Linked DNA regions of Mus musculus: all the other regions are linked to region 3. A link is a contact called in public HiChIP or PLAC-seq and Micro-C data. All regions are on one chromosome and are shown on one strand. The core of a region is the stretch at or near the end of the contact, and the rest is flanking DNA. Distances in the headings are between cores, read along the strand shown. Region 1 holds the start of Fkbp5 (FK506 binding protein 5). Region 2 holds the start of Clps (colipase, pancreatic). Region 3 holds the start of Zfp523 (zinc finger protein 523).

What was found. Hi-C and Micro-C count contacts between places; a contact is called where the count stands out from the background. HiChIP or PLAC-seq counts read pairs in DNA pulled down with a chosen protein or histone mark.
Region 1: a Micro-C map of embryonic stem cells shows a contact between it and region 3, with 4 times the contacts expected there. The contact joins the promoter of Fkbp5 here to the promoter of Zfp523 in region 3. A contact is called at or near these places in 3 of 39 promoter capture datasets (the 3T3-L1 cell line, maxillary cranial neural crest and pre-B cells), 1 of 484 Hi-C or Micro-C datasets (embryonic stem cells) and 2 of 115 datasets of contacts at active chromatin or transcription factors (embryonic stem cells and pancreatic cancer cells).
Region 2: a contact with region 3 is called in a FOXA1 HiChIP or PLAC-seq map of pancreatic cancer cells. The contact joins the promoter of Clps here to the promoter of Zfp523 in region 3. A contact is called at or near these places in 4 of 39 promoter capture datasets (the C10 cell line, hippocampal neurons and liver) and 1 of 115 datasets of contacts at active chromatin or transcription factors (pancreatic cancer cells).

The regions. Positions count from the first base shown.
Region 1 is chr17:28,484,848-28,487,547 of GRCm38.p6, reverse strand. Fkbp5 (FK506 binding protein 5) reads left to right here and starts at 1,399. Exons shown (of 11, transcript NM_010220.4): 1 at 1,399-1,596.
Region 2 is chr17:28,559,329-28,562,028 of GRCm38.p6, reverse strand. Clps (colipase, pancreatic) reads left to right here and starts at 1,263. Exons shown (of 3, transcript NM_025469.3): 1 at 1,263-1,458. The coding sequence starts at 1,372.
Region 3 is chr17:28,175,770-28,178,469 of GRCm38.p6, reverse strand. Zfp523 (zinc finger protein 523) reads right to left here and starts at 1,274. Exons shown (of 14, transcript NM_001357995.1): 1 at 945-1,274.

The DNA.
Region 1 (2,700 bases), core at 150-2,649, 310 kb before region 3:
TTTCTGTAGAGGTCTTTGAGGATAGGGAAGGAATGACCATACCACCATGTGGGTGATAGACATTGATATATATCATATGTGTTATATGGACATTGATATATATCACCATACAAGGTGACATGTATCTTCATAAGTTCTAAAGTGAGACAAGACAAAAGAAACCAAAACTAGGGGCTGGAGAGAAGGCTCAGCGGGTAAGAGCACTGACTGCTTTTCCAGAGGTCCTGAGTTCAAATCCCAGCAAACACATGGTGGCTCACAACCATCTGTAATGAGATCTGATGCCCTCTTCTGGTGTGTCTGAAGATAGCTACAGTGTACTTAGATATAATAATAAATAAATAAATCTTAAAAAACAAAACAAAAAACCAAAACTAAAATAAAAGCAGACATGGAACCAGGAAACATGGAATTTTCCTGTGGCTACAAAATATTCCATAGGTAATTGGGACTTTTATAGTTTCTCCTCCCCTCAAAAAACAAACAAACAAACAAACAAACCAACCAACCAACCGGGGGTCTGGAGAGATTCCCTAGCTGTTATGAGCAGTTGCTCTCACTGGTTGTTCTCCCAGAGGCTGGGAGAGCACAGGATGCTTCCAACTCCAGTGACAGGGGATTCGATGCCCTCTTCTGACCTCTGTTGGGTACTGCACTCACATAGTAAACACACACACACACACACACACACACACACACACACACACACACACACCCAGCAGGCGAAACACTCATCATAAACGTTCTTCTAAGAATCTTCTTAAAAACCGAACAGTTAGAGTTCAAGTCCCCAGGTGCAGCTCCTGAGCGTCTATAGGAGTCACCCAGACGTGGCGAGGGGGTGCCATCTCGAAGCTGACCTAGCTCAACAGCCATCCTTTGGGTTCCTTTTTGACCTCATCACCTGGGCTGCTTGCTGTGTTGGAGAGGCAGAAACCTCAAGGGAAAGCGACATCTTCACGCCCACTGGGTGTCCAGAGAGAGAGGTGCTAGGTGCTACATCGCATTTTCCCAGTCTCTAAGGAGCATCTTCAAGTTCAGGAGGTTATTTTCCGGGGTCAGCATGGCCCGACCTCTGCAGCTCGTGAAGGGCAGGCTGGGTGGACAGACAGGCAAGGCAGACGCTTGTCTGGTCAGTATTTAGTCTGGAGGCAGTGGACGACGAGGCGAGGTGTCAGTCAGCTTCCTCCATCCCTCTTCTCCGGCCCCCACAAAGGGCAAGGGCCAGACACGTGGGCAGCGGTGAAGAGGCGGAGATGCAAACGAACGGGGCGGAGCCTCATTTGCATAGGCAGTGCACGGCCACCAATCGGGACGGGCGGAGCGACAGCCCGCGCGCCTTTTGGGGGCGGATTGGCAGCCCCGTGGCCCTATGGGAGGTGGGTCCTGCGGCCGGCGGGGGCGGGACGACGGCGGGCGCTGCCCGGCGCACTAGCCGGCTTGCGGGCGCTGCCAGTCTCCGGCGGCGGTGTCCGGCGCGCGGCTGAGCGACCGAGCGTGCGGACGGAGCGGCGGCCTGCTGGGCGGGCTGAGCGGCGCGCGCGGCGGCGGAGAGACGCGGAGCGAGGGACGCGGCGGCGGCGGACGCGGCGACAGGTACGGGCGCCATGGCCGCGGGAATGGGGCGCGCGCACGCGGCGGACCCCGGAGCCAGCCCCGTGCTCGCGGTCCCGCTTCTGCCGCCCCTCGCGCGGCTTCCCCGGGATGGCGTGGACGGGACGCGCGGGAGGCCTGGGCCCCGCGTGGGAGGTGGAGCGGCCGGCGCTCTTCTCCAGCGTCTCCCTCAGCGCGGCGGCGGCGGCTCGCTCGCCCGCGCGCGGCTTTTGTTTCCCGCGCAGCCCACAGGTCCGGGGAGCCCCGTGTCGCTCCGCCACGCCGCCCTCCGGACGCGGAGGAAACTTGGCCTTCCGGAGCCCTGCAAGCCCCGCGGATAACGGAGTGCTCCGCCGCGTCCGCGGGGCCGCGCGATGGGCGTGCCGGCCGGGCACCGCCCTCACCTGCCGCTCCCGAGCCGGCTCGCACCGGGCAGGCAGGTGACCGGAGGGTCTCGGAGGTACTGAGGAGGAAGGGCTAATTAAAAGTTGTCTCGGAGGTGGCTGAGCGGGTACAGCCGCTTGCAGCCAAGCGTGACGACCTGGGTTCGATCCCGGGAACCGACATGGTAGTAGGGGAACCGACTCCAACCGCGAGTTGTCCTCTGACCTCCCTGTGTACACAGCACAAACACCACTGGCTCCGATACACATTCTCATCTCTCACCCCCGCTCTCAATAATACTAAGGAAATAAAAGTTATTTTAGGAATCTTCATTCCCTTCGCCCCAGCGGCATCACCACTCCTGTTCCGGCCATAGTCCTTGACTCCAAACCCAGCATTTTGTGTGTGTGTGTGGGATGAATCTAAGGGAGCACGTTGCATTATGACCATCTTCCTCCTCCTCATCTTCGTCTGTGGATGAGCCAGGTGGAGCGCTTGCGCCTCATTTTTTAAATAATTGGTGTCTGCAGCCATGGCGAAAGCGTTGGAAGGTACAGATCGTAAGCAGAGCGTGCAGAACTTGGGACAGCCCTCGGCGGGGCTCGGGACAGGGTGTACAGCGCTTGGCCGCCATTCAGTAAATTCTGCATGCGGCAGTTGGGAGCTGGTGGTTTGGGGATTTTTTTTTTTTTTTTTTTCCCTTCTTCTTCTTTCAGGAGTGTG
Region 2 (2,700 bases), core at 14-2,513, 380 kb before region 3:
CTGTGCCCAGAAGCACCCCAGCCTGGGGCCCCAGAGGCAGCTTTCCACCTCCTGGGGTTGGGGTTGGTGGTGGCAGGCGGCAAGCAGACCTTCAGGGAAAGCTTCTCTGTTTGCACACCTGAGCACACTCCAGCAGCTGGACTCTTCCCAGCCTGCACCGCCAGGCTCGGAGACCACTTCATTCCCAGGCAGGAGTAGGGAGTACTCCCATCTATACACGACCTTGGGTAGGGGGCAGAATGACTGAAAGCCTTACCTCAGGAGTGTGGCGATGGAGGATGGGTGGGCACCACTATTGCCCAGTGGGGTGTCGCTTTTATACTTAATTTGCAGGTGCAGAGTGAGTCACTGGAGAGAGTCCAACAGGGCTGTTACTGCCTTGTAGACAGCTCCCTGGGCCGGGCAGGGGGTTGTTCTTCAGGGAACATGCATATTTTAGCCAGGGTAGCCAAAGGGATCCCCAACAAGCATGGGAGGAAATCTTATGGTAAGCTCCTAAGACCCTTGTTGCCTAAACCTCACACCCACCTGAGTTTGGGCAGGCCTCACAGCAGGTGACACAAATACCTTAGGTTCCTCTTGTGAGTCACCCCAGCCTTGCCACTCCATGCTCAAGTCACCAGATCAGATCTCCAGAGCTCTCAGGTAACAGTCTGATTCGGCGTGCTATGCATATGGCCATATGTCATATAAACGCACTTCAGGAGTTTCCAGTTAACTCAAGACGGCAGATGGAGTCCACTCCACCATTCTGGCTCTTGAAGTCACTTCTGGCTGACAGACCAGAAGGCTCAGCTAGAACGTTTAGGCTACCCATCTCTGCCAGCTGATATCTTGTACAGTTACTCCTCCAGGGTCCTCCCCACACTTTTTAAAAAATTAATTGATTTATTTGTTCACGTTACATCCCAATATTAGCCCCCCTCTCCTCCCGGTACTCCCTCACACAGCTCCTCCCATCCCCCCCTTTTCCCCCTTATTTGTGCTACTGGGTATCAAACCCAGGAGCTCATAAGCACTGGGTGGGCAAATACTCTAACACTGAAAGACTTAGCCCCAGAGTCTATTGTCTTAACCATAGTGTGATAACATGACCCATAGTCCCATGAACTGGAGTACGTGCACGCATGAGTATACACACACACACACACACACACACACACACACACACACACAATATGACCTTTGTCAACCACCTTATCAGGACCCTCCCCCAGCTGACAGACCACATCTGTGACTGTTTGTGTCACAGTGTGCCGAAGGCGGGTCATGTGTAGATAGGGCTTCTTTAAAGGCTCTCTCCCTCACTTGGCTCTTGCCTTCTGCTGTCTGAACTTCCAGCTTCCATCCACCCCAGCTTTACCAGACACCATGGAGAAGGTCCTTGTTCTTCTGCTTGTGTCCCTCCTTGCAGTGGCCTATGCAGCTCCCGGACCCCGGGGTCTTATTATCAACCTGGTAAGGAACCTCTGTACAGCCGGCCGAGTCTCATGGGGATTTTGAAAGCACGGCTTCTGACCTCCGGCAGCACACAGCTAGGGCATCCCTCCCTGAGTTCTCGGCTGTCTTAGGAGCCTTTTTGCCAGAGAGATGGAGAACAGCTCCGAACTCCACCTGACTGAGAGGGAGAAAGTGCTCTCTGCAGCAAAGACAGAGAGCCCTAAGGCTTGTCTAGAACCCTGGATAGGAAGGTCCCGTGACTTAAAGACTGACAACTTTCTTAAAAAGCGCATGATAATGACTCTAGTTTCTACCTTCTAATGATACCTTTATCATTTACTTTTATTTCTATGAGTACATTGTAGCTGTCTTCAGACACACTAGAAGAGGACATCAGGGCCTCTAGAAGACCCGTCAGTGCTCTTAACTGCAGAGCCATCTCTCCAGCCTCCTAATGATACCTTTCTGTGGACTAGACCCAGTTCTAAAGGCTGGGAGGATGTGTAGTTTATCTTCATAGTACAGCCCAGAGCCAGGCAGAGGAAGCTGGGGAAACTGGGGCTGTAGCCCCTGTGCAGGGACCCATGCTGCCTTCTCATCATGCCTCAGTGGGGCAAGCCCTGCATGGCCAGCAGCCCCAGGGAAGGCGAGGGGTGTGGGCTAGCCCAGGACAGCCCAGAAACCTCTGTACATGTCTTTTGAACAAGGGTAGAGTCCTCTACTCATTTGAGACAGGACCTCATGGTGTAGCCATGGTTTTCCTGGAACTTATTTTGTAGACCAGGCTAGCCTTGAACGCATAGCCACCCGACTCTGCCTGTCCAGTGCTGAGATTAAAAGCTAGTGCCTCAGCTGGGCATGGTGGCGCACACCTTTAATCCCAGCACTTGGGAGGCAGAGGCAGGAGAATTTCTGAGTTCGAGGCCAGCCTGGTCTACAGAGTGAGTTCCAGGACAGCCAGGGCTACACAGAGAGAGAGAGAAAAAAAAAAGCTAGTGCCTCTGTGTCCAGTAAGTGTGGGGTGTTGTATAGAGATGGCTGCCACCTTCACAGGCTCCTCTAAGAAGTGGCTGAAGCCAAGCACATGATGCCTGTGTATAATCCCACCTCTGCGGAGGCTGGGGCAGGCGGTCACAGGTTGAGGCCAGCCTGGGCTAAATCCACTCCTGCCTGGGCTGTGAGATCCTGTCTCATAAAAAGAAAGGAAGGGGGCTGGTGAGATGGCTCAGTGGGTTAGAGCACCCGACTGCTCTTCCGAAG
Region 3 (2,700 bases), core at 25-2,524:
AGAAATACTGTTCGGTAAAGCCAGTAGACCCAGGTTGGGAGTGGGGGTGGGAGGGTGAGGTTACAAGGACTACATTTCTGAGGCAGCGTAGAAAAAAGTTCGCTATTTTTGTCTTGACTAAGAATTGCAGAATTTTAATAGAAAGAAACATTGGGGAATCACCAAACTCAATCTCATCACAGTTCTGATCAGAAACTCAAGTCCACCGTAAGGAAAGGACCTCCACCAAGGTTTCCAAAGCTCAACATGATAGAATTTGAACTTGAACCACACACTCAATCTAGAATCCTTTCCTGCCTCAAATGATACTTCATTTCCATTTACTCTTGATCACCACAACGGTGGCATGGCAGTGGGCATAAGTTATGTATGTGCTGATTGACACTGGAGGCTGGGGGCGGGGGGGGGGGTTAAAGAGGGATGTCAGGAGGGTGAGATGATCATGGTGTTACGGGGCGAAGATCACGAGTTATGTGGATGAGTGGGTGGGAAACAGCCCGAGTCTGGTTTGCAGAAGCCAGGAGAGGACTAAGGGGTGCCCACAGAGGGTAGTCTAGGGGGTCACTAGGGACTACGGGCCTCTTGGAAGCCATGTAATGATTGTATCAGCACTGAGACTGGAGGGTCCAGAAGCAGGGCTGGGGTTAGCACTCAATGAATTGGGGGTCGCCTTGTGAGGTCTGGGGGTCAGGAGTGTGTGTATGGGGTCAAGGAGGAGGAGGAGGGCGGGGTTTGGGAGTCCTGGGGGAGGAGTCTCAGGGCGGGATGGAGGGGCAGGGACCCTGGGTGGGGGTGGGGCCAGGCCGCCGTCCAGGGAGGCCCAGCCGCCAGGCCAGGGACCGAGGAGGGTGGGCACGACGGGCTCCGGACCTTCCCGGGGCCCCGCGTTCGCCCAGCCTCCCGCCTCGGGGCACGGTGGACCCACTCTTCCCGCGGCCACCAACCTGACAGCCCCCGAGGGCGACTCCGCCGACAGACCACCATGCACCGGGCCCTGCCACCAGCGCCGGCCCCGCAACCCGCCTGCGCCATAGCCCGCCCGCGCGCGGCTTGCCTCGCGCGATATCCAGGTTCCAGGGCGGCCGCACTTCCCTCTCGCTCCCGGCGCGGCCTCCGCCGGGCCCCGGAACCCGGATGACCAGCGCGGGGCCACGCTCCAGCCCGCCCCCCTCCGCCGCGGCGGCCGGCCTGCTTATCCCGGTTCCCGGGCCCCGGAGCCCAGGCCGCCGAGTCTCCTCAGGCGAGCCTCGGAGCTCCGCCTCGCTCTTCTCTCCGCTGGCCGCCGGGTGACGCGGCCTCGCCAGCCCGGGCGCCCGGGGAGGGCGTGATGACGTCACGACGCCGGGTGGAAGCCGCGGTCGCCATAGCAACGGGGGAAAAAATCGAGCGGCGGTGGGCTGCTCGGGAGGAAGCCATTGCAGGTATCTCTAGGTGGTTCCTGCAGAGGACGGTGACCAGACGCCTGGAGGGGATGGGACTCCGAGGGACAGTCCTCCCAGCGCCCTGTGCAACGGCGCCCCAAGGGATGGCGTCCCGACAGTCATCTCTGCTGGATGGTCCTCCCCCTGGGACTTCACCCTAAGGGACGCTTCTCTCCCGCTCTGTCAGAAGGTGAACTGGGGCTCAGCACCCTGAGGGACTTAGGGACGGTCCTCCCTGTGGACAGTCTCCGTGAGAGATGGTCCTTCTGCATGGACTGCACCCCGAGGGACAATCCTTCCTGCACTTTGTGGGAAGATGCCCGAGGGGTGGGGGTGGGGGGACAGCATTATGAAGGATGGAGCCCTGACAGTCCTTCCTGCGGGACAATTCTCCCTGCAGTACTGGCTTTTCCCATATGCCCTGGGGAACGTGAGTGTTTATGAGGGATGGTGCACCCATCCTGTCCCCTGAGGAAGGGCCCTGACGTTCCCCTCTGCTCGACTCATCTTCCTGAGGGATGATTCTCTCTGAAGGAAGGTTCCCTGACAACACTTGCTTCCTTCTACTGCCTTCCCTGAGAAATGACACTCTGATGGTCGACCCCTGAGGGACAACGCCCCGAGAGTCTTCTCAGGTTCTTGGGCGTTCATTCATTCCTCCATCAGCTCCCCAAAACCAACAGGTCCCCTTGATAGGGTAGCAGTGTGAGGAACAAAACCAAGTGCCCCCTTTCTTCTCTGTTTTTCCATAGTTTTGTCCTTTTTTTGGACTCAAACTGTGGATCCCAAGGTGGCCTTGAACTTGTGATCCTCCTGCCTCATCTTTACACCTGACACCTAACTTTAAAAGTTCTTTTTATTATCTCTCTTCCAAGCAGGGAGGAATTGTGGTTCAGGATATTTTCAGAAATTGAGAGAAAATAAGCTTCCAATTAAAAATAAGAAGATGAAGGGGGAGGAGCCTTGGCACGGGCATGTTAACCCCGAGGTCCCAGTGTGGTACTGGAATTTCCACCTGGTGCCCTAGTATATACCCAGTTAGAGCCAGCTCTGCCATCCTAGCACGACACACATGGGATCTTTCCAGGGTTTTATAGCACGGATTATTGGTTAGAAATACAGCAAGAAAGCCAGACACGGTGGTGTACAACTGTAATCCCCTGCACTGGGGAGGTGAAACCAGGAGGGTCAAGAGTTCACCATCAGGGCTGGCAAGAGTTTGATCCTTGGAACCCATATGGTGGGAAAAGAGAACCTGTTTCCCCCAGTTGTCCTCTGA